5 separate regions of the Mus musculus genome follow, and regions 2, 3, 4 and 5 are each linked to region 1. A link is a contact called in public HiChIP or PLAC-seq and promoter capture Hi-C data. All regions are on one chromosome and are shown on one strand. Each heading gives the region's core, a stretch centred on a gene start, on an enhancer-like site or on the middle of the called end of the contact. The rest is flanking DNA. Distances are from core to core; before and after follow the strand shown.

What was found. Promoter capture Hi-C pulls out the DNA fragments that hold promoters and counts their contacts. HiChIP or PLAC-seq counts read pairs in DNA pulled down with a chosen protein or histone mark.
Region 2: a promoter capture Hi-C map of hippocampal neurons shows a contact between it and region 1, with 4 times the contacts expected there. The contact joins the enhancer-like site here to the promoter of Ccdc180 in region 1. A contact is called at or near these places in 4 of 39 promoter capture datasets (cranial neural crest, hippocampal neurons, liver and 1 more), 1 of 115 datasets of contacts at active chromatin or transcription factors (embryonic basal ganglia) and 1 of 9 other capture datasets (embryonic stem cells).
Region 3: a promoter capture Hi-C map of liver shows a contact between it and region 1, with 3 times the contacts expected there. The contact joins the promoter of Fbxo10 here to the promoter of Ccdc180 in region 1. A contact is called at or near these places in 6 of 39 promoter capture datasets (cranial neural crest, embryonic stem cells, hippocampal neurons and 2 more), 3 of 115 datasets of contacts at active chromatin or transcription factors (embryonic forebrain, forebrain and stem cell-derived neural progenitor cells) and 1 of 9 other capture datasets (liver).
Region 4: a contact with region 1 is called in a promoter capture Hi-C map of hippocampal neurons, with 3 times the contacts expected there. The contact joins the enhancer-like site here to the promoter of Ccdc180 in region 1. A contact is called at or near these places in 6 of 39 promoter capture datasets (cranial neural crest, embryonic stem cells, hippocampal neurons and 3 more) and 1 of 115 datasets of contacts at active chromatin or transcription factors (embryonic basal ganglia).
Region 5: a contact with region 1 is called in an H3K4me3 HiChIP or PLAC-seq map of embryonic hindbrain, with 4 times the contacts expected there. The contact joins the promoter of Frmpd1 here to the promoter of Ccdc180 in region 1. A contact is called at or near these places in 5 of 39 promoter capture datasets (the C10 cell line, embryonic stem cells, frontonasal cranial neural crest and 2 more) and 2 of 115 datasets of contacts at active chromatin or transcription factors (embryonic basal ganglia and embryonic hindbrain).

The regions. Positions count from the first base shown.
Region 1 is chr4:45,887,953-45,892,923 of GRCm38.p6, reverse strand. It overlaps Ccdc180 (coiled-coil domain containing 180), which reads right to left and starts at 2,621. Exons shown (of 38, transcript NM_198660.2): 1 at 2,537-2,621; 2 at 1,975-2,072. The coding sequence starts at 2,558.
Region 2 is chr4:45,052,145-45,057,115 of GRCm38.p6, reverse strand. All of the region lies in intron 3 of Fbxo10 (F-box protein 10), which reads left to right. The region is part of intron 1 of Gm30939 (a long non-coding RNA gene); the gene reads right to left. Among named protein-coding and RNA genes, the nearest start is that of Gm30939, 9.2 kb to the right of the region's middle. Within about 2 kb of position 2,050, at least 9 of the 459 cell types and tissues checked have an H3K27ac peak or open chromatin away from gene starts, as enhancers often do. A contact at or near this core is called in hippocampal neurons, where this site is marked.
Region 3 is chr4:45,082,169-45,087,139 of GRCm38.p6, reverse strand. It overlaps Fbxo10 (F-box protein 10), which reads left to right and starts at 2,536. Exons shown (of 11, transcript NM_001024142.1): 1 at 2,536-2,650.
Region 4 is chr4:45,157,575-45,162,545 of GRCm38.p6, reverse strand. No RefSeq gene overlaps it. Among named protein-coding and RNA genes, the nearest start is that of Frmpd1, 25 kb to the left of the region's middle. Within about 2 kb of position 1,920, at least 9 of the 459 cell types and tissues checked have an H3K27ac peak or open chromatin away from gene starts, as enhancers often do. A contact at or near this core is called in hippocampal neurons, where this site is marked.
Region 5 is chr4:45,181,914-45,186,884 of GRCm38.p6, reverse strand. Frmpd1 (FERM and PDZ domain containing 1) reads right to left here and starts at 1,979. Exons shown (of 16, transcript NM_001081172.2): 1 at 1,928-1,979.

The DNA.
Region 1 (4,971 bases), core at 1,372-3,871:
CAAAAACAGAGCAAAATAACCCAGAACCATTCAGTAATAGGAGATGGGCTAAGTAAAAATCCTTTGATGGAAGGGTAGTTGCTTACTAGAGACAGAAATGACCACAAATGTCTTATGGCAAGGAAACCATTACCCAATAGTGTATCATTAAACATAGCAATTAAAACACAAATTGCAGGGCTCAAGAGCCGGCTCCAGAATCAGGAGTACATGCTGTTCTTACAGGGGACCAGAGCTCCATTTTCTCATCAGCGGCGTGGCTCACAATGCCCTGCTTGCCTTCTAGAGCACCAGCCATGAGCGCGAGCGCGCACGCACACACACACACACACACACACACACACACACACACACACACACAGAGACAGGCTCAACACTCAAACACGCAAAATAAATATAAATCTCATTTTAAAACATAAATTAAAAATTATAGGCAGGATAGTTTGGATACTGCTAGACCTTCTGTCCCTTCCAGTACATTTAACAAAGTCACCCCCTCTTTTTTTTGGGAAAAAAAAAAGACAACCCAAATTACAGCGTGGTTTCAAATTTTAAAATACATGGGAGAACAACGGAAGGTTGAGAATAATATCTTGCTATATATAAGGAGCTGAATGGTATGAGTAATTTGAGTTCTCTGGTTTCTCTATTCCTTTATTATTTTTGAAGGTTACACAGGCAGGATGATTTATGGCTCAAATGAATAAGAATGCCACTTCAATAACAGTACACTAGATTTGAAGCTTGTAGGTCTCTTGGATCTGCAAGGTACATTCAAGAAGGGATAACAATCTTTACAATAGCCATGGCCAGTAAAGCCTTTTACTTTGGTTACCAGACAAGTCCTCTATGGGGGCAGACACTGGGTACCAGACAAGTCTTCTACTGAGGCTGACACTGGGTCCCAGGGAGGTGTGTGAATACCCCTGGCTATGGACATGAGTTCTGAGAGATTGCCAAGGAGAAAAGGGAGATTCAAAACCCTAGTACAGAAAAAGAACCATCATCACCACCACCACCACCATCACCACTACCACCACCATCACCTCCACCACCACCACCTCCACCACCACCACCACCACTAATACCACCACCATCACCTCCACCACCACCACCTCCACCACCACCACCACCATCACCACCTCCACCATCACCTCCACCACCACCACCACCACTAATACCACCACCATCACCATCACCACCACCACCACCACCATCACCACCACCACTACCATCGGTTTTTTGAAACAGAGTCTATCTGGCTTGCTACATAGACACACAGAGATACACCTGCCCCTGCCTCCCAAGTGCTGGAACTGAAGGCATGAGCTACCATGCCTGGCCAAGACTCACCTTTTAAGCAGAAAAATAAGAACTGCTTTTATGCTCTCCAAAAGAATCAGACACAGATCAGCGGTTAAGAGCACCGACTGCTCTTCCAGAGGTCATGAGTTCAATTCCCAGCAACCACATGGTGGCTCTCAACCATCTGTAATAAAATCTGATGCCCTCTTCTGGTGTGTCTGAAAACAGCTACAGTGTACTCATATAAATATAATAAATAAATCTTAAAAAAAAAAAAAGAATCAGGCACAGATGGTTAATTCAGACTAATTCTGAATAATTTCGATTAAAAATATTTTTAACCAAAATTAAGTTTTTAATTTTGAGACCAAATGCCCCAATGTTCTTCTATAATACACCCAATAGCAATTTAAAAAAAAAAATCAAAGTAATTGTCAAAGAGAACTGTTTTTTAAAAATCGGCTTATTGGGGGGAAATCTGGGAGAAGATGGGGTGGGGATTGAAATCAGAATATTACTGTATGAAAAAATCTATTCTCAATAAAAAAAAAAAATAAAATGGATCTTAGACAGGGAAACTCTCAGAACAAAGAAAAATTAGAAAGGACCAGGAAAGTTTGTGGGGAGACCAGGGGAGGGAAAGGGAGCAAAGGCCAGCAGGACACCTACCTGGGCCTGGAAGATCTGCTGGTAGACTTTGCCATTCTGTACTTGGGACACCTTTCCCACTGGCGACATCTTGACTGCTGGCCCAATTCCTCTTCGTTCTGGAAATACACTTGGGACTTGGTCTTAGTTTTTACTCAGAGGCTGGGACCCTCTTGCTAGGACCTCCAGCCTAAAGACAGCACTAGATCCCACAGGACACCTTGTTTAAGGGGAAACTTAGATTTCAAACAAAATTAGGTGGGGGGGGGGCGGGGGAGCAGGAGGGGGAGAGACAGAGAGTGGGTCTTCGCCAGCGCCCAGGGTGTAAATCCCACAGGCACTTTCTGGAAAGGGCAGGATTATTGTCTGCGCTCCACTAGAGCTCTTCTAGGGACCGTCAATCTGCCTCAGATGTCAGATGGGACTGGAACCCTAGTCACATCCTCCGGGAGAAATAGGGGAGTGTTGCAAAGGGAAGGAGCAGTTTGATTCTGGCCTATGCCTACTGTTTGCGACACGCCCATCTTCCTATCTGCTCAATCAGCCCGCTGTCCCCCAAGCCCAGCAATTTTGAGGTCCTTACCCAAGCCTGGAGGCTCCCGCATCTGAAGTTCAGATTCACCCTGAAGCCAGCAACTGCAGCAGGACGCTGTGGTTTCCTAGGCAACGCGAGGGATGGGGCAACACGAGGGGGCGTGGCCGTCCCTGAGCACACTTCCTTCTCAGGGAGCCAGGTCACTCAGCAACAGCAGAGGCCCACGTGGAGTAGTGAAACTCACCACTTCTTTTTAATGTTGGGTCCTTGGAGCGCCCTTTAAAAGTTCCCAAAAGCTAGTAGGAGGTTAGAAAGCCTGTGCAGATCTTGACTGTTGTGGTCAAGGAATCCAGTCTCTCATTGTTGCACGGGTTAAAATCAACCTGTGCAGGCAGGCAGCACAAAGTGGCCCTTGCCTGTAAGAATCTGAAAGACACTGAAAGAAATAAGATCTTTCCCACTTTAAAGTAAGTTGGAAGGCTCAGAATTCAAGGCTTAAGACCTGCCTGGCCTTAATGAGAACCGTGTGCACTAGACCACTAAGAGCAGTGGTTTTCGGCCCATGGATCGTAACCCTTTGACAAACCTGTACTCAAAAATGTTTTCGTTCTGATTCACAACAGTAGCAAAGTTACAGTTAGGAAGTAGTAACAAAAATAGTTTGATGGTTGTGAATCACCACAATGTGAGGAACTGCATTAAAGGATTGCAGCATTAGGAAGGCTGAAAACCACTGAGCTAGTTTCTCATGTATGGTGGGCCACCCTTCTCCTTTCCAGAGAAGGCCTGCAGTGGCAGCAGTCGGGGAACAGACCTGCTGGCAAGCCCTTCCCACACTGACATCTGAGAGTGAGTGGTCTTCTGAAGCTGGCTGCAGCATCAGGAACTCAGGAGTGTTGACTGAAAACGCTACTCTCATTCTTTGACAGAGGCGAATGACAAAGAGATGAATACAAAACCCTTTTAGACTCATTGTTTGGTCCAGGGTGAAGTAAAATAAAGACAGGATTCATTTTAGCTGAAAAGAAAAGAAAGCCTGAAGGTGACCTATAGAGGGGATGAAAAATATGTTTTGTTTTGTTTTGTTTTTCAAAACAGGAATCTTTTTTTTTTTTTACTCTTGTTTGTTTTCTGTTCTGTTCTGTTTTTGAGGTTTTCAGTCTCTGCCCTTTCTCACCCCAGGAAAGGCTGCTGGCTTGAGCTTCTAACATCAGAAACTTGTCCCTTCCCTTCAGCTCCAGCAGTTACAGCTACCTGGGAGCTGGCCATAGTAGCACGTGACCTATAACAAGCAGTAATTTAATCAAATTTCCCAACTAACGTCCAGGAGGACTGGAGCCCTGGTGGATTTTCCCTTCTAACCGGGCGTGGTGGCGCACGCCTTTAATCCCAGCACTTGGGAGGCAGAGGCAGGTGGATTTCTGAGTTCGAGGCCAGCCTGGTCTACAGAGTGAGTTCCAGGACAGCCAGAGCTGTCTTGAAAAGAAAACCTGTCTTGAAAAACCAAAAAAATAAATAAATAAAAATTAAAAGAAAGAAAGAAAGAGGAAAGAAAAGAAAAAAAAAAGAACTGGCTTCAGGCCTCATCCCAGTAGTCCATCAAACAAAAAAGTAAAGAACTTCATTAACCCCTTTTTATGAAGCTGGTATTACCTTGATTCCAAAACCAGGTAAAGAAGTAACAAGATAAGAGAATTGCAGAGCAGTCTCCCCAGTGAACATAGGTCCAAAAGTCCTCAAGAAAATACTTGCAAACAGAATTCAAGAATACATCAAAAAGACCATTCACCACAATCAAGACACAAAGATGGCTCACTCTAAGTAGATCAATAAATGTTACAAATTGTATAAAGGGATTAAAGGGCAAAGGTCACATGTTCATCTCAATTGTAGAAAATGCTTTTGGCAAAAATCCAACATCCTTCCATGTTTTCTAAGTGTCTTCCTCAATCTCTTACTTTGGTGATTTAATGTTTTCCTTACAGAGGTTTTGTTTTGTTTTGTTTTTTAAGTTTTTGGCTCTTTCACATTCCAAGGTACCTTTTGCAAAGACTTCTGTGAATGGAATCCCACCCACCTTGCTTCTGAGTGTGTTTGCCATTGTTATTCAGCATCATGACTGATTATAATGTTAACTTTGTATCCTGACACTTTGCTGAAAGCATCTATCACTTCTGAGAGTTTCTGGTAGAATCTGACAGGCTCACCATGGTCCAGTGGATGGCCCCATACCCCTGCCTATGGAACCAGCACTAACTGGATTCATGGAATTATATTTTCTAAAATAAAATAAAAGACATTGTGCTGGTTAGTTTTTATTGCCCACTGGACACAATTTGGAGTCTCCTGAGGAGAGAAAACCTCCACTGAGGTCACAGGTCAGGCTCAAATCAGCCTGACCTGTGACTGTGGGCACACATTGATGCCACACACTGTGGGCAGGGCCACCCCTAGGCAGGTGGTCCTGGCTGGTTTACAAAAGC
Region 2 (4,971 bases), core at 801-3,300, 840 kb after region 1:
ACTTTTTTGTTTGTTTGTGTTTGTTTGTTTGTTGGTTTTGGTTCTTCCAGGGCTTCTCCATGTAACAGAGCCCTGTGGTGTTGAAACTTGCTTTGTAGACCACACTGGCCTTGAACCCAGCTGAGATCTGTCTGGCTCCCGAGTGCTGGGATTAAAAGTTAAAAGTGTGTGCCACCACACTCAGCTTCCAGGACCATTTCTAAGGACAATTTTAGGTGCTGTTATCATGAAAACACAAGACTATACGATATTGTAAGCAGAAAATAGAATTTTTTTTTAAAGGAAGAGGCCTAGCATGGTGGTGCCTATCAAGAATCTTTGTACATGAGAGGCTGATGCAGGAGGATCACTACAAAGCTCAGGCCAGCCTGGGCTAGTGAAACCTTGTCTCAGAAGGAAACAACATGGAAGGAGGCTACTTAGTAAAGTATGTGGGTATTTATGTGGGCACCACAGTGAAAGGGTCAGGTCTGGTCCCTGCAGAGGATTTTTCTCTTCACACAGTTATCATAGGCATGGCTGTTGAGCAAACTTCTGCCTCTGCTGCCCTGCCCATGGCTCTTTAAGGGGTGGTGAAGGTGATTAGCAAAGGTTCCATATGGAAGTACTAGGTTGGTCATGATGGTATATGCCTGTAAGTCAAGCACTCAGGAGGTTAAGGTATATCACAAATTCAAGTCCAGATTAAGATAGGAATCCAGACCTTAATCTGGGGTGGGTGTGGGGGGCAGAGGGAAGGGAAGGGAAGAGGAGCTTCATAGTACATCTGGTGTATAGCAGGCGCTTAGTAAAGGTGATGACAGTCTACCCGAGAGGTTCTCTGATAGATGTGCCAAGGGTATGGCACACGAACCCATAAATGAGGGCACCTGACCAAGGAGCCAGGACAGTCTCCTAAAGTAATGCCCTTGGCTCAAACCATGCAGGAGGAATAAGAGTTGGCAGGTGAAGACTCCCAGTACAAGAGGTGAGAGGACCTGGAGTCAGAGAGGGCACAGCACACACAGGGAGTTGTGAGGTCCTCAGCAGCCATAGTGGGGGGGATAAAGGCAGGAGGAGTTGGGGAGCGGTCAGTGGGGCTGCAGAGGGTGAGATTCTGGAACGTGACTAAGAAGCACAGAGAGCTCTCATGGTCAGATCTGCCTCAGAAAGCTCAGTCTGAGGTCCCAGGGATGGAGAGGAGAGCACAGGGCAACCTGGGAGAGAAGGGCCAGGGCGGGGAATAATCAGGACCTTGAGGCTTCGGTCTCTAGCCTGAGTGCATGAGGCAGTGGAGGAAACATGGAGGTTACCGTGGGAAGAGAGATAAGCTTAGCCCTGGGCATGCTGGTTTAGAACATTGACACTCAGCAGAGCTGCCGTCTTCTCAGGCTGGAACGTGGAAAGGTGTGTGCTCACACGCTGGGTGCACATGGGGACTGTCATCATGCAGGCCAACAAGGACCAACAAGAACTTGTACAGCCTGAACTGTAGCCATATTGGACAGCTGCCCCAGGAGATGTTTGGCAGGAGTTATGTGGCCAGAAACGCGTGGTGGTTAGCTTCTAGCAAAGAACCTGGCAACTGATTTTCAGGGATTCTGACAATAAGGGAAAAAAAAAATAACATGCGTTTGGAAGTCGCCATTATGAGTACTAAGTGTCATGAACACAAGCCAGGGTTTTATGTAGGTGGGAGTGTGGAGCTTGCTGGGCAACTTCCTTAGGTGAGGGTCAAGGTCTTGATCTCTGGCCAGAGGGCTCCTACTTCCCAGGTCCTAAAATATCCCAGCTGACAGAAGCAGCCTGGTTGCTTGGGGCTCCAAGAAGCCTGGTGTTTTTGTGTGGGTTGTAATTCCTAGCTGGAAGTTAGGTGCACTGGGTTTAGAAATGGGCACTCCCCTGTTGTCGTTCAGGGGTCAGACCTGGCAGGAATTGAGCTGGTATAGATGATGGTGGCATTGTGATTAGCCTGTTTCCCTCATCTTTGCCTTCTGCTACTATTCTGTCTGGATCTTCTCTTTGGGCCTGCTCCTCTGAGCGGCCCCTCTCTCAGCATTCAGTCTCCCTCTACTGTACATGACTGGTATTTGTCAAGCTGTGCAGGAAAGCCTGGCAGTGACACAGTTCTCCAGCGCTGTGCTTCCTCCTTGGTCTGGGCAGGTATTATGTCCCTGGGTCCTTGGGGAGATCTGTCAGTGATCTTTCTCACTCCTAGCTCATGGTCTGGGCCAAAGCTGAGTTTCTTCCCACTACCCCCAAGTCAAAGGCAGAACCTGAGTCTTAGACCACCTGTCACCTGTCACCTAAATATCCCAGAGGCATCCGTTAAAGTCTTCAGGTTCCTGTGTTGCACAACAAAGAATGGGACCAGAGACACATTGTTGAAAATAAAATGTGTATACTCCATGGCCATATGACTCTTTATAGGTCATTTGCATAGCACTGTCTCTCCCATATTTGTGTAGGATGGGGCTTTTCTTGAGCATATTCTGTTGAATGAAGCCAAAGTGGGGAAGGGTGTCCAGTCTCTCTCTGTCAGCCAACTGCTATACCCAGGGGTAGAGCTGGCTTTTGTTTTCTCAGTCTCCTTTTCCCTAAGGGTCCTGGGGTGTGTTGCCTTTACCCCACTATTTAAGACAATTCCTTGGAAAACTAGTCCAGGACAAGTGTGCTAGCTAGTTTTCTCAACTTGGCACAAGCTAGAGTCATCAGATGACTGAGAGCCTCCATAAGGCTGGGCTGAATGCAGGTCTTTAAGGCATTTTCTTAATTCGTGATCGACAAGGGAGGGTCCAGCCCATTCTGGGTGGTGCCAGCCCTGGTTTAGGCTACTGGGTTCTGTAAGAAAGCAGGTTGATCAAGCCAAGGGGAGCAAGGTAGTAACCCTTCCATGGCCTCTGCATCAGCTCCTGTCTCCAGGCTCCTTTCCTGTTTGACTTTCTGTCCTGGTTTTCTACTATGATGGACTATGGTGGGGGAAGTGTAAGTCAAATAAACCCTTTCTTCCCAACTTGCTTTTGTCAGGTGTTTCATCACAGCAATAGTAACCCTAACATAAGACAGAGGGCTTGGGAGCTGGAGAGATGGCTCAGCAGTTAAGAACACTGACTGCTCTTCCTAAGGTCCTGAGTTCAAATCCCAGCAACCACGTGGTGGCTCACAACCATCCGTAATGAGATCTGATGCCCTCCTCTGATATGTCTGAAGACAGCTACAGTGTACTTACATATAATAATAAATAAATCTTTAGAAAAAAAAAAAGACAGTGGGCATGGTACCTTACTCAGAGTGTCTGCCCTTCCTGCCCACAAACCTGTCCTGTTCTGTTTTACTTTGGTAGACAGTCTTACTATGCTATCACAGCTGGCCTCCAACTCACAGAGATCCTCCTGCCTCTGCCTCCCAAGTACTGGAATCACATGGGTGATTCCTCCCACATTCCTCCATACTCAAATATGCTGGAATTTTACTATAATGAATAATTTATCTTAATATACAGTTATTTAAAACAATATGTGTGTGTTTATACTTATTACATATAAGAAACTAAAGCAGAAAACACATTCCTTTAATATGTTTGAGTTGTCTTGTGCTACCTTGTTTGAAGAGACTTCCTAACACACAAATTCCTGACACTCTTGTTGGAGTATTAGTAGCCTTTGCATACTACTGACTACACCCAGAAAGAGTCACAGTTTAAAAGAACAGGCTTCTTAAAAACTAAACAACCAAGATCATGTGTGTGCGCTCATGGGTGTGCGGGTATATGTGTGTGCACAGGTGTGCGGGTATATGTGTGTGCATGGGTGTGCGGGTATATGTGTGTGCACGGGTGTGCGGGTATATGTGCATCTGAAGACTGAGCTCTCTCGGGTTCCTTTTTTTCATGCACTTCACTGACAAAGCCATTTCCACATCAGTTAACTATTTTGTTTTGTCTTGTTTTAAATATTTTTTTTTCTTAACTGATGGTTGTTTCCTGCTTTTCTTTTGTTTGAGACAGGATCTCAGCACATAGCCCAGGCTAACCTCTGCTCTCCCACTTTCCTGCCCTGTCCCTCCAGTGCTGGACTAGAGGCATGCGTCACCAAACTCCAGATTTAACTAAATTATAGTTTTTAAATTAAGAATTGGCCTTGGGCCAGAAGTCGTAGCCCATAGCTGAGAGGCAGGAGAGACCATGAGTTCCAGATAAGGCTGGGGTGTGTGTCTCAATGTTAGACTACTTGCCTAACAGGTGCAAGGTCCTGAGTTTGAGCCCCAGCACTGCAAGGTCTTGATTTTTATAGTGGAGGGAAGCTGGGGAGGAGAACCTTTAGCTCTTAGCACTGGCTGTGTGACCAGCACGTGCTTGGGCAGGTGGATTTGATGAAGGGCCAGTGAAAGGGACAGACCTGAAATTGCATTGGAAGTTGCTGTGGGCTAGGGCTATGTTTGAAATGCCAGGTTCGGAACCCAGCACTGTACAGTGCATGGTGCAGCAGCTCAGAATTCAGGACTAGGAAGGCAGACATAGGTGGGTCCCTGGAGCGCAAGGTCATTGCTGGCTACACAGCCAGGCTGAGGTGAGCCTGGGCCACCTCACACTTTTTAGAACACAAGCTCTAGAACATGAAGTTTGAAGACCTCTTGGTCTGTAAGCATCTCTCCATCCCATCATCTCTGGATTCTAGTAGAGAGGCTTGAGCCCAAGACCAGGCTTCTGAGTTTCAGTAAGGCCCTGGCATGAAGTAAAGAGCCCACAGGGCAGGGTCACGCTGGATACAGGAGACTGTGTCCTCTGAAGGGTGCACAGAGAGGTGCCCCTCCAACTGTGAACTGCTGGGACTACATGGCAGGGAAAGATGTGCATGCTTTTCTTGTAGGGTTTATTATTATTACTACACATTGTGTGTGTCTGTCTCTGTATCTGTATGTATGTATGTGGTGTGTGTGTGAGGTGTGTATGTAAGTGTACGAGTGTGTGTGTATGTGGTATGGATGTGTGTG
Region 3 (4,971 bases), core at 1,287-3,786, 810 kb after region 1:
TGGAATAGGTGTGGCCTGGTTGGAATGGGTGTGTCACTGTGGATGTGGGTATAAGATCCTCACCCTAGTTGCCTGGAAGTCTTCCACTAGCAGCCTTTGGATGAAGACATAGAACTCTCAGCTCTGCCTGTGCCATGCCTGCCTGGATACTGCCATGCTCCCACCTTGATGATAATGGACTGAACCTCTGAACCCGTAAGCCAGCCCCAATTAAATGTTTTTTATAAGACTTGCCTTGGTCATGGTGTCTGTTCACAGCAGTAAAACCCTAACTAAGACAGAAATATAAAGGGAATTTGAGGATCACCAGGAAATCTAGAGAATCAGGCTAGGATGCCAGGTAACTGGAACACCACTATTTGCTGACCATTGGATCCCACTGGAGGGATGCAAGCTCACAGCTTTCAGGGTACCCAATGATGCTCTAGTCAAGCTGCTGGTGTTGCTTTGGAGCTGTTACATAACATGTAGGCCTCAGTTCTGCACAGGGAATGTTTATTTGTACAATTAGAGTTAAGTGGGAAGACAGAACCGATCTAGAGTTTCAACTTCCATAACAAAATACCTGGTTTGGTTCTCAACAAGCTCATCATTGAAGACCCCCCGTAAGGTAGGAAGAGAGCTGAGACCCGCAGGCAGCCGAAAAGGATGATAGCTGTTGGGTTACCTGTGGCCAAATGACTCTGCCTGAGTCTAATCTCTCTATAAAGCAAAAGTCTACATGGCCGTGGAGACTGTATGTGCCCTCGTTCATTTGCTATAAATACGAATGACATGCCAGGCTGCTAAGGTGAGCAAGCCCACTCCAGTCAAATGAAGTAGAGAAGTCAAGAGACAAGAGCATTACACACATGGTGGGATGGAGGCCTGCGCCAGACAGATGAGGGTAAGAAGAGAGGAGCAACCAGTCGCTTACAAATACTGTTCTTGTGCACAGACATGCATGTAGCCAAAGCACACTTACGCATAAAATAAAAATAAGTAAATCTTAAATAAAACGCCACTGTCTTGACGTTTAAATGTTTATACAAGAAATAAAATCCCCCCGCCCCCGTGGCACCTTTGGACAGATGAAGAAGACAGACAGCATGCTGTGTTAGACGGGCCCCATTGTTGTCCTTTGAATGTCCTAACCTTTTTAGAGAAATGCCAACACAAACAATAATGTTTGATAGCACAAATCCAGGAACTCAGGCTTTTAATTGGGTATTGAAATTCATATTCAGCCTGCTGGTTTCATACAATGGGCCACTTTTCAAAGGATTAGACGTGCGATCGGTTTGCCAAACGTAAGCGACGTCTAAGCATGGCCTTTCCACTACATCTGTGTGCTTGCTGAACAGCTCTCGGTCAGCATTCAATTGTTGGGTTTGGGTCTAGGTGTTTTGTTTGGGGTTTAAACAAATGAATCGTTGAAGGCTGGGATGTAGGGGGGTACAGGGGGTACAGGGGGGTAGCACTTGCTCAGCATGTGCAAGACCCTGAATTTGCCTTAACCACTGCATAAAACAACACCCCCCCCAAATTTGACTTTACTGCAAAACTGTCTCAGATCCGTGTGTGTGCCCCCATATCCACTTCCAGTACTTCAGGCCAGTCTCTACTTCTCTTGTCTTCTCAGCACAGAGTATCGAACACCTGCATTCTCCCCCTTCAATGGCTTCCTTTATCATGGCTTATGAAATACTGATGACCTCTAATACCCTTTTATCTAAGACCTCGGGATGGTGGGATACAGGGTTGGAGAGACAGCTTACTAGTCAGGAGGTTTATTGCTCTTGCAAAGGATCCACTTGGTGGCTCACAACTGTCTATATTCAAGTTCCAAGGGCTCCGGCTCCCTCTTCTGGCTTCCAGGGCCCCCTGTGTGCACATAAATCAGGTGCATAAAATACGCATAAAAGTAAAAAAAATCTACAAAAAAAATATTTTTTCTTAGGAGTCGTCTTGTCTCCCTCAGCGCAGGAGCTTTCTCTGGCCTCTTTCACATAGCTACTCTCATGAGGTCATCACATTCCTCAAACCCTAGTTTTCAACCAAAGAGCTCTTTTCATGTACTTCATATAATTTTAAATACATATGGACTTAAACAGCTTTTCCGGTTTATCCTCTCCGCCACAGAGTGGATTTCAGAACAGGAGCCACCACCGCTTTGTTCTCTTGGGCCCATAACTAGTAGTTGGTGCAACAGGTACTACACACATCATTTGCGTTGTGCCAAACGTTTTCCACACAACCCACCCATGGCCCCAAGTCCTTCCTGACTTCTAGCTGGGCTCAGGGTGACTCCAGCTCCTATGTGCTCATATGCACGGAGCCCAGGGTGCTGTTAGGCTATAGTGGTGATGGGAAGGATCCGCCCGCTTCCAGGCCCCTAGGAGCCTCCGGCAGTTCCCGCCCACGATGCTGTTCCCACCCCTTCGGAGGCCACGCTCGCCCTCCATCGCCGAGCCCCGCTCGCCCCGCCCTCCTTCCAGTCTCACGGCCGCGCGCGCTCGCAGGCCAGCCCTACACCCGCGTCACGTGACAGCCACCGGGGGCGGGGCTCGCGGCGAAGTCGGACCCCGCTGTGGCCGAGCGCCGCAGTCCTCCGGCAGCCCTGCGGCTTCCAGGGCGTCGCGGCCGCGGCCGGGCAGCGCCGCTCCCTGAGGTAAGAGGCGCAGGAAGGAGGCTTCTCGGGAGCCCGCGGATGCTCCAGGCTCACCGGCCGCTCGGTCCCTCCGTGGGCCCAGCGTTTGGCTGGGGTGCGGGGACCGGGCCTGGGGGCACTGCGGGAGGTGGGGGGCCTCGGCTGCCGGAGCTCCGGGAGAGCTGTGCCCCCGTCCGCCCCCACCCCGGACCCACCCGCGGTCGCCTCCAGCCCCAGGGCTTTGCAAGTGTCTGAGAGAATGAATGCGATTTTGCGGTTTGCTAGCCTTCACCTGGGATGCAGGAGAGAGCGTGCAGTCGCGCACCCAGTGGGTCTGGTTTTAACAAGTCGCGGAGACTCGGTTTCCGCAAATCTTTGAAGGAAGAGGGGACGACCCCCTGCCCGGCCTCCCTCCTGCACTGATGGCAGAGCCGTTTGGAGAGCCAGAACTCCGGAGTTGGTGTTAGTTCCATCCACCACCCACTAGCCAGGCAACCTTGAGCCACGTCGGTGGTGCTTCTGTTAAAAGTAGAGATGATGTAAATGAGCTAAATACCTAATAAAAAATGGAAAAAAAAAATAAATAAATAAAAGTAGAGATGAATTCTTCGGCCCGAGGTTGCTGTGAGGATTAAGCAGGAAACGTTGAGGACTCCTTAGAGAGCACTCTCCGTGTGAGCATTGTTAAAATAGCAATCTAGGAGTCCATGATAGACGTCTTTCTCGCAGTAAGCACACCGTCCTCTGTGAATGTGATTCTGAAAAATGTGTCGTTTTGGCTGAGGAGCCCTCTCCCCTTTCCCAGGCCCCCTTTGCCTTCTGTTTCATATTGGCATGTGAACCTGTTGTTCCTACCGAATGAGTCAGGCAGGATGGGAACGCTAATTTACTTGAGCAGATGGGTATCAGATTCCCTCTGAGGGGAAAGAAAACTGTCAGGCATGTGCTATCACAAAAAAAAAAAAAAAAAAAAAAAAAATACAGTAGGGTGATTGACTGTCTACTGGAAGATGCCTAGGAGCCCATGGAATCCAGCCGTCTCCTGCACACAGAGAAGCTAGACCAAGAACGAGGCCAGGACTTTGATTTTGCTCAGCCATCAACACTGTTGGCCTTGGGTAGTAGAAAGAATGCTTGAGCTTGCCTATGTTCTAACTCAACTGTTCGTTTATTCTGGCAACAAGATCCAGACAATGGTGTCTGCCCCCATGGAGCTGTTTGCATAGCTAGCTATGTTAGTTATATAAAAGTCTGTATGTGCACACACAGGTGTGTGTGTGTGTGTGTGCGCGCGCGCGTGTGCTCACGTGAGTCCATGTCTGTGTGTGTCTGTGCCCCTCTGCTGGTTTGCGGTATGTTTTATGATAACAATAAGCTTTCAGCTCCCAGAGAGCTGGCCTCATAGCATCTGGCCCCAGGAGACCAGCACACAGGAGAGGCTTGAATTGTTTCATGATCCCTGTCAGGTCTCCAGTCCTGGTGGAAGCTTGCTGAGATTTGGAGACGGGAGAAAATGGCACACTTTGTCAGAGCTTTTAGGAAAGGATTTCCTCTGGCTTGGAATGCCTGGATTTCTTTGTCTCTCTGGTCTCTGGCCTCTTATTGTTTTTAGATATCTAAAGAGAGCAGCCCTCAACACGGTGCCTTCATTTTGGTTTCCATGGTTATCAGGGGAATTACGTTTACATGATGGCACCGGTAGCTATTGAGCTGTGTGGCCAACCACCAGTCACTCGTCTGTCGTTCTGGCTTGTTTCGTTTTTTTTTTTTTTTCTTTTTCCAGTTGCAGTGCAGACATATTCTCCCTTTTCTTATTTCCTCCTTTCCTCCTGCTCTTCAACAAGTGACAGTGTGAAGAGGGATGGGATGGGAATGAGAGCCAATGAAATAAAGATAGACATGGGAGAATGTAGAATCCTTTTTTGGCCCATCCCATTGGTGGTGGTGATAATGGTGGCAGCAGTGGTGGTGGTGATGATGGTGGTGATGATGCAGATGCGGAGCTGTGGTATAAGACTAAGGGTATCGTCAGGTGCGAGGGTCAGGTCCGTGGACCTCTGGAAAGATGCAGATGGTGAATCAGCCTGAGCTCGCAGAGGCAGACAGACAGTGTCCTGGGCAACAAGAATGCCTCACCTGCTTTTCAAAGGAGATGAGAGAGAAACGTATTCCTTTAATGGGCCGCAGTCACAGAGGGATTACCACATAGCACAGTAGCATTCGTGCCCTGAGTTTCCATTAATGGATGAGCCGCCTCTCTTTTTTTGGGGGGGGGGGTGGGGGTGGGAGGGAGGTTTTGAGACAGGGTTTCTCTGTGTAGCCCTGGCTGTCCTGGAACTCAC
Region 4 (4,971 bases), core at 671-3,170, 730 kb after region 1:
TCCTCTCCTACACGAGCAACAGTGGCGGTGCCTGGCCTTATACCACTGACAGCAAGACTGGCCCCGATAAAACCATGTTGTATCCAGCTTTATTCAAATTTGGGTGCCCAGAACTCCTCGACTGCCTCATCTCCTTACCTGATATAGTCAGTCAGGAATTATCATCAGTTACACCACTGAACTATGATTTATGGTCCGTCTATCAGACTCTACTACCCTGATATAGATCTTTAATGCTTGGCTGAAGAGAACAACTTCTGGTAGTTTCCTCACTTGTTACCCATCTCTTCTCCAGGGAGCTATCGTAAATCTGACTCAGAGTTGTGTTTACTAAAAATAAGGTAGAAGGCAAGGATTAACACCAGCGCTACCTTGTTGTGCACACTGTGGGATAAACACTCTCTTTCACATACGTAGTAACAACAACAATAGTAATAGTAAAATTTAAAAGTCTAAAAGATGAAAAATAATTTATTGGGTCAAAATAAGACAAGAAGACTTTAAAACAGGTATGACATGGGACCGGAGAGTTGGCTCAGTTGGTAAAGTGCCTGACATAAACCTAGATAAAAAGCCAAGGATGCTGATGTATATATGCAGTCCCAGTGCTGGGGAGGTAGAGACAGGGGGATCCTGGAGTTCATGGGCAGCCAATCTTGCCCAGTCAGTGTACTCTTAGAGAAAGACCCAGTCTCAAAAGTGATGGAAGAAGCAGATGACGTCAACCTCTGGCCTCTGCTGGTTTGCACAAACATATGGAGGCACGCACATGAACACTTACACACGTAACACGCATGCAAAAGAAAAAGGAAAAACTCAGGAAGAATTAAAGATAAGAGTAAGACAGTGACTATAAGTTCAAATTAATCACAAACCCAGAGAAGTCTCCAAAGCTGCAGATACCAGACCCACACACTAGCCAAAGACGAGACTGTCAGATCCACAACAGAGACAAGGAGAAACCAGGAGTGACATGCTCCTGGTATGTTTAGATATGAGAATTCACGATGACATAAGGAAAATCCTGCGTCATCGCCTTGCAGGATCCTAGGGAGCAGCTCCATCGCCTTGAGAGATTTGTAGAGGAAAAGAGTGAGTATCATCCTGCTGTTCCTGTGTGGCCTAGCCCTGGTTGTGTGCCACTGTTTAACAACTGGCCTTCTTGGGGGAAGAAGGCTAGGCTGTGTTATTCGCCCATTTCTATGGTGCAAACACTACTGCTGTGACCAATTTTAAGCTACCAATGTGGGTGCTGGTAGTGTAGCTTGGCAGAGATTAGGAGAGCTCTTTGTGCCTAGCATGTCCCAAGCCTTGGGTGTCCCCTGGCTGAGGGAGGAGCTTCCCACTGTGATATCACTGACCGTGTGGATGGAGAGTGCCCCGTGTATTCAGCCCTTGTCAGCTGGTAGAATGTAGTCCTAGTGTCCCATTGACCTCATCTGACAAAGCATAATAATAAGAGAGGGAACTATCTCCTGGCCCAACTGTCCCAGCTAGTAACGGAAAGGAAATGTCCCACCAGACCAGTGCCATTCTGTAACTGATACTGAGCTAAAGACCTGATACTGAGAGCTAGCAGCAGCTGTTGACATCATGGGGAAAGGCAGCCGAATGTTATCTATTTTCCACCGTGAAACCTCCACTGAGCTTGGAATGACACCATCAGACTAAACCCAAGTCCAACAAAGCTTCTGGGTCCAGCTGCCAATTTTGCAGGAAACAGAGTGGGAGAGGGGGCGCCTTTAACTGGGTCGTGGGAGTGAAACCAGGAAAGCCAGGAGATTGGAAAAACACGGTTCAAATGGTTCAGTTTTTCCAACAAATTAAGAGAAAGAGAAAGGAACGGAGGGAGGGCTGACTCGGTGGCTAAGTGAGTGGCTCCCTTGCTGCTCTTCTGCAAACCGAGTTTGGGTCCTAGTGCCCACCCCATGGACCAACTATAACTAACTGCCTATAACTCTAGCTCCAGGGGGTCCCTTCCAACCTCTACAGTTGCCACAGAGAGACACGCACATCCTTAAAGGAGTGAGGAGACACGATTGGAATGACATAATCAACATTTTCAATGTCGGGTGAATTTCAAACATGAATACTATATTTATATCATTTCCACCCTTCCCTCTACCTCTAACTTCTCTTGTGTTGTCCCTCATTACCTCTCAAATGTATTACCTCTTCTTTAATTTTATTTATACACATACTACATACAATAGAGTGTATGTATATACATATATACACATGCAATTTATAGATAGATAGATAGATAGAGATAGATAGATAGCTAGATAGAGATAGCGATAGATAGAGAGATAGAGAGATAGAGATAGAGATAGAGATAGATAGATAGATAGATAGATAGATACACACACACACTCTCTCTCTCTCTCTCTCTCTCTCTCACACACACACACACACACGGGATATAGAATTGGGTAATAAGATTATAAAGAAACACGAAGAATGATCTCTAAAATGAGAGGAGCCAGCCAATAGTGGCTCATGCCCAGAGCCTAGAATGCAACAGGCTAAAGCAAGAGAGTTGCCATGAGTTCGAGACAAGCTTGAGGCATATAGTGGATTCTAAACTATTCTGACCTACAGAATGAGAACCTGCCTCAAAAAAACAAAAACAAAAACAAAAACAAACAAACAAAAAAATATTCCACAAAGAGAAAAGAACTCAGTAGAATACTTTTAAAGAAATGAAGTTGAGGGCTGGAGAGATGGCTCAGTGGTTAAGAACACTGGATGCTCTTCCAGAGGACCCGGGTTCAAGTCCTAGTACCCACATGGAAACACACAACTACAACTCTAGTTCTAGGGATTTGATACCCTTCTGTGGCCTCCAAAGGCACCAAACACACATTATACAAGCATACATGTGGGCAAAACACCCATACACGGCAGGGGGTGGGGGTGGGGTGGAAGGAGGAAAAGGAGGAGAAGAAGGAGGAAGACTGGAGTGGAGGTGACAGCAGGGTGAGGGAGGGGCTTCTGAGTTGGCTTGATGCATTCTACTTCTAAGCCGGGGCATAAATACTCTCATAGAACTCATTAACCTATTATGTGCAGGTAGCTTTCTATATGGTGTATAATTCACAATAAAAGGTTAAACAAAAATAAAATATATGGCAATGGCAATGTATTTGTTAATTGTTTTAATGTTTAAGAATAGGGAAATGCTAACTACACTTATTTTCTCATTATAGACTGTATACATACACTGAATTATACTGTACCCTTTAATTATGTACATCAAGATAATAGTACTACTAATAATAATGACAGTAGTAGTAGTAATAATAATAAACAATACAAAGTGCATGTCTTGCCCCGCTTTTCTGTTGCTATCTATGATAAACACCATTCCTGGAAGAGAGAGATTGTTTAGCTCACAGGTTACATGGGGTCAATCATGAAAGGAAGCCAGGGGTGGAACTCATGAAGGAACCTAGAGGCAGGAGCTGAGGCAGAAGCCGAGTGCTGCTCTCTAGCCTGCTCCTCCTGGCTCTCTCGGCTGCTTTCTGACAGAACCCAGGACCGCCTGTCCAGGGGTAGGTGGCTCTGAACACAGTGGACTGGGTCCTTCCACATCAATAAACAACCAAGAAAACGCTCACAGACTGATCTGATCTGATGGAGACATTCGCTCAATCGCAGTTCCCTATTTCCTGAGAACTCAAGTTTGTTGACCACAACTAATCAGCACAGAGCACATAGCTATTTCATTTAGCAAAGTTCAAAACCAGACAAAACTGTATCTGCTCTAGGTAAAGACACCACCTAATCTCGGCAGGTCGGGAACCAGAAGGAAGCAAAGAGCACTCTTCTCACCCTGCTGGCCACGTGGTGAATTCACTGTGTGAACACAGATGAGAGGAAAATCGGTCTGATGCCACCCTGACCGGGATCATCTGCAGACCCCCTGAATCTAAAGTTTCCTGATGAATTGCCTGTGCTGCAGCCTGACCCATCGGTCCTAAGTGGCACATGGACCAGTTGTCTTCTCCAGGAAGCCCAAGAGTACTGAGCGGCAAGGCTCCTGTCCCAGAGTCCTTCTGCCCTTCCATCAGCGCACACTGATTGGGGTTTGGGGGGTTATCAGGAAAGGTTCCAGAGTTGCCATGCTCTGGACTCAGAACCCAATGGCAGAGTCCTAAGGGGCAGGAGCAGGACATATAAAGAATGCTTCCTGTGATGGTTTCTGTATGCTTTGTCCAGGGGGTAGGACTATTAGGAGGTGTGGCCCTATTGGAGTAGGTGTGTCACTGTGGCCATTGGCTTTAAGACCCTCATCCTAGCTGTCTGGAAGCCAGTCTTCCATTAGCAGCCTCCAGGTGAAGATATAGAACTCTCAGCTCAACCTATGCCATGCCTGCCTGGATGTTGCCATGCTCCTGCCTTGATGATAATGGACTGAACCTCTGAACCTGTAAGCCAGCCCCAATTAAATGTTGTCCTTTATAAAACTTGCACTGGTCATGGTGTCTGTTCACAGCAGTAAAGCCCTAAGACACTTCCTTAGCGACAGCAGAAACTTCAGCAGGGGGAGCCTCCCTCACCAGAGCCAGCGAGGCCAGGCTTTGGTCTGTTCTTGGGTCTCAGGTGGTCCCTCCCCTCTGTGTTCTGAGCCACCATGTTGGTCCTGTCTGCTCTGACTCCCGGGCTTTTCCCTACCACTAGCTCTTCCTTGCCTGTGAGCTCTTCTCGGATCTGGCATTTCCGATCTGGGGTTTGTAGTCCCATCTGCACAGGCCTCAGGCCTAGCTTGGCTCACCCCTGTGATATTTGCACTAGCTTTAGATGTTCCTGAGAGCACTCCTGGATCCTTAGAGGGTTGTGAACAGCTAAAGCCATCTGGTAAAGTCTCTTTTCAAACCCAGACTGTCAGGGCCTATAAGATGGCTCAGCAGGTAAAGGCTTGCTGCCAAGCCTGACAACCTACCTGTGTGTGGCATGGTATGTAGTCAC
Region 5 (4,971 bases), core at 730-3,229, 710 kb after region 1:
GCCTGCTCTGCACTTCCACTGGATTCCATGCTCCTTGCTGACCTGAACTTTACTAGCCAGTGGTCATCCAGTTCCTTTCCATGAAAATGACCTCCCTGCTGAGACCCTTGCCTTCCTTCTACCTTCCTGGGGGGCAGCTCCTCCAATTCTCCAGCTGGAATTCACAGTTTGCACAAGCCCCAAGGGATGACCAGAAGCCCCATGGTCTAAGTCTCTACTCCTCCTGAGACCCTTAGCCCACGCAGCAGAGAACCCTGTCAGTAGTTTTCCTCATCTCTTTCCATGAGAACCAAGCACTAGATGATGAAGAGAGTCACGCTTGTGTTTGAATGCCTCTGGGGGCAGGGCCAAGTGAGCCTCCAATTCCAAGTGGCACTTGGGAAAGGCAAACGCAGGTATCACAACCCCACCCTGTCACAAAACTCCCTCTCCCCAGACTTCTGACTTCCGAAAGCCTGAAACCGAAAACCAGCATGTCTAGGAAGGAAATCAAACAAAACTGCTTCCACGAGATGTTTCTCACTGGGGCGCACTAATTGCAGCACAAGATACTGGGCAGTGGGACAAATCTCACCTTCTATCACACACGCTCAGGTATCTCGTTCTCAACTTCGCTCCGGCTACACCAGAATTCACCTATCCCGGAAGTCAAGACACGTCTTTTCTGAACTGTGGGCCTCTGCAGCCCCATGGACATGGACACGCAACACCCACCGGAGGACTCCTGATTTAGAGCGAGTCTCCATAACCAGAACTGTAAAACATCTCAGCCTCCCCTTAGACTGGAATTAAGCATCCACTAGCCTCCTTCAGGGCCCTACAACAGGGCATTATCTTCCCCCCTCAATTTTGAGAGGTTTTGGCAAAAAAATAATAAATAAATAAATAACCACCTCACAAACAGAAACATTTCCTGATCTATAAGCCACTTTGAAAACAAATCATTATGTCGTTGAATATTTTATGACGGCCAATGCACCGGAGTAAGCAAGGCGCGCTCTCACCAACCCTTGCCATGTCTATTTTGAGACTCCTAGAGCAAACCCCAAATGCTTCCTTTATTTTTTCCAAACACCAATTTGTAAGTGCTGGATAGATTCTTGATGGATTAATGGCTCCACCCAAACTGACCCTGCAAACCAGAGCTCAGAGACTCCCCTTCTGTAGAGTTTTATAGTAACTGACCTCAAAGAACATCTCACTACTTTCACCCTACCTTAGAGGCACCAAAACCAGCCTCAAAATGTGGACTTGCCCAAGGTCACACAGCCAGGATGGCTCTGGGACACCTAGCCCTTGCAGCTACTCCATTTCCAGAGGCCATTGCCACACCCATCCTTAAGCTCAGTCAAGGCTGCTGCGGGTTAGGGACGCGACCTGTCCCTCCCCACCAATACAGACTTCTGTAGGTCTTCAACATTCCTCTCCACTCCCCATGAGCTCTGGAGCTGACACACTCTCGGGCACCCCCCCCCCCACTCAAAACAGAGCAATACAAGCGTGACGCTTCAGCCGATCGTCCGGGCGAACAGCTCAACCCACTCTGGTGCAGGTATGGCAGTGGAGACCGGACAGGCAGGGCTCATCTGAGGTCACTCAGAAAGTTGGCGCTGGCTGCGGCCGCACCTGAACCCAGGGCTGCCTCGCGGCTGGTCGCTCCTCCCACAACTACACCGTGCAGACCTCGGAAACTTAAGGCACACGGATCCCATGCACAGAGTTAACCGTTGCAGGTCCCAAGCAAGCTGGCGGCCACGCCACGGACGCCGGGAGAGGGGACACGAGGAGTGGAGCGGGTCACCCGGGAGCGCAGCGTGGAGGGCGGCGCGGAAGAAGCCAAGGAGCAGCTCCCAGAGACGCAGGCCTGGGCTGTGGGGATCCAGGTATCCCCAAAACTTTGCGGCGGCGCGGGGGGCCTCGCCCTTACCTGAGGAGGAGGCGCCGCCCGCGTGCACGCGGAGCCGGCGGGAGCAGTAGCTGGGGCGCCCCGCCCAGCGGCGGCCACGGTAGCCGGCCGGGCTCGGGCAGCGGCTCGGCTTGGGCTCCGGCTCGGCTCCGGCTCCGCCTCCCGCGCCGCGGCTGCAGCCCGAGGGGGGAGAGGCCGGGCCCGGCTGCGCCCGCGCCGTCTGGCGGCGGCAGGTGCTGAGGCTGCAGCTGCGGGGCCACCAGCTGCCGGCGCCGCGACCCCCGCCCCGGGGGAGGAGCCCCACGCACCGCCCACGCGGGCTCCTGAGGTCCTGGGCCGTCGCAGTGGGCGGTCCTGCTCCCACCCAGGCCCTGCCTCGGCTGGCCTTCCCCAACTCACCCGCCGGGGGATACGCAGCGTCCCCACGGGAACACTGAGGCTGGGAGGGGAAAGGGACACCCCAAGGTCACCCAGGCCAGCAGCCTAAGCTGGAACTCGGAATGACCCCCCTTCTAAGCTCTGGCTTCCCAGCTTTCTTACCCCGCGGTAGGAGACCCTGGGGAACACAGAGGATCTTTATACTTCCCTTGTCTCCCAGTCCTTGCCTCCCCAGTCTCTCCTGCTGAGGGCAGTGGAAGAGAGTGGGCTCACTTTAGGCACTGTTGACCACTACCCCGTCTCTGCCCTGAGAAGTCATAGTCCCCCAATCCTTCTGTTCTGGGGGAGGGGGCTCGGAAGATCTAGAAGCCTTAAACTACTGAGATACCCTGGGGCTCTGCACCCATGCCCCTTCTGATCCCCGCCCCCACCCCCCAAGCCGAGTAACCCAGTTCCCATGTTACAATTCTACCACCTCTTTCCCCATGCAAGTCTCTTAAGATGGAATAGCTACACCCCCAGGCTTACGCTGTGCTAGACACTGGAGAAGTGGCCTCCAGAAAAACCTGGTACTGTTTCCTAGTACAGTCTAGCCGATTGAATAAAGTGCTGATCCGGTGCCCGTAGCACCATCCCGCCTACTGAAGGGGGTGCCTCTGAACAACAACTGGAGTTGGCCAACTAGAGTGTGGGAAAGCATTCCAGAGGACCAGAACAAAGCTCTCAGGATATCGCAGCTTTCACTGAAACAGGAGCAGAAAGGGAGCAGAATTGAAGAGTTAGAGGAGGCAGTTCCTGGTCAGTATTCCGTGCTATCCTTAGCTATCATGGGAGGAGGAGTTTTAAGGATAGAAGGTGGCAATCTTGTTGCCACCAGATTATCAAATTAGACCACTCTGGGAATCAAATGAGCACAGACAAGATCCTTAATCCAGTGACAAGTGGGCAAAGCAACAGGTCAGCCCTTGGCCTGATGAAGACAGAAACTCCAGCACCCACCAGGTCCCTAGCCTCCAGTAGTAGGACCCAGGGTTAGCACCACTGGGGGAAGTGGGAAGAAACGGAAGATACAGAAGCATGGTGGGTATAAAGTCAGCTTTAAGAAAATTAAATATATTTCGCAATAGCTTATGAACTGACGATTTACAGTAAACTGAAAGACTGTACCGTGGATGGAGATTATGTGCACAATCCAGATTAAACACCAATGGGGCACTTGTCACACAGGAAAATAAGAACCCAGCCCTGTTGTCAGCAAGAACAAAAATTTCCCATCAGGTCAGATCCTGTCCCTCACAGTTTCCTAGCTGCCTGGGTCGATAATGTTTCACACAGGGCCGTCATTGGCTTCAGAGGCTCTGCTCTGCGTGGGATGCCCCCCTGCACGCTCATCCCTGACAGCCTGCTGCACTGTTTCTCCCTACATCTGCCGTTCTGGTGGGTCCCACAGTGCCAGGCACTCTTTGCCTTAAGGCTGTTTTCCTCCTTTCACCCTTGTGGAACAATTCTTTTCCTTAATTTTATTAGAATGTATTCAGTGTGCCAGGCTTCATAGATGCCATCAAGGACATCATCGTACCCTCTGACCATATTCACTAGCCATCACTATCCCGATCTCCTTCCAGGTCTGTTCTTTTTCTCTTCATCTTGAATTCTCAAGTGTACAGGGTTTCTCTGTATAGCTCTGTCTGTCCTGGAACTCACTTTGGAGACCAGGTTGGCCTCGAACTCAGAAATCCGCCTGCCTCTGCCTCCCGAGTGCTGGGATTAAAGGCATGTGCCACCATGCCCGGCTAAGTGTACACTTTTTACACACAAGTATGGAATCTACCTTTTACATAAGAGAAGGCATTATTTGTCTTTCTGCGTCTGACTCCTATGGGCTGTGTGACTCAAGTCAGGTGGTTCTTCTGTGCTCCAAACCCGGACACACAAACACCTGCTGAACTCCCAAATGGTCCTCCAGGGCCCCAGGCTCAAACTCACATCTTTCCCCTAAATTATGTTTCTCCGTCTCTACTTATGGTGGTACCATCTTCCTAGAGGCATCAAACCAGGAAACCAAATAGTCATCTTACTCTTCCTGTACCTCATACGTAGTGGTCACTAAATCCAGTCCACACTGTCTCCTTACCATCCCTTACACTCAGTTGATAGCCTAATTTTAATGATTATTTGTGAGTGAGTGCGTGTGTGTGTGTCTGTGTGTGCATGCCCATGCATGAACATGCAGAGGCCTATGGAGCCCAGAAGCATCAGATCCCTGGAGGTGGAGTAACAGGCTATTTCAAGTCACCTGACATGGGTACTGGGAACTGAACTCAGTCCTCTGCAAGAGCAGTACATACTCTTAGCCACTGAGCTGGCTCTCTCCAGCTCAGTCTCGCTGCTTCTCACAAAGGCTATAGTAATACCTCTTGTCTCATCAATTTCTCCTTCCTCCTTCCAGTGCTGCTACAGTCTCTAAACACATGTCAGGTCTCCTGAGGATTCACCTGCTGATTAAGTCTTATGGCATCTCTCTACATAGTCTTGACTGTCCTGGAACTCACTTTGTAGACCAGGTTGGCCTTGAACTCAGAGACCCACCTGCCTCTGCCTCCCAAGTGCTGGGATTAAAGGTATGCACCACCACACCCGACAATTTATGCTCTCCTATGGCTGCAGGCCCATTTCTACTCACTGCA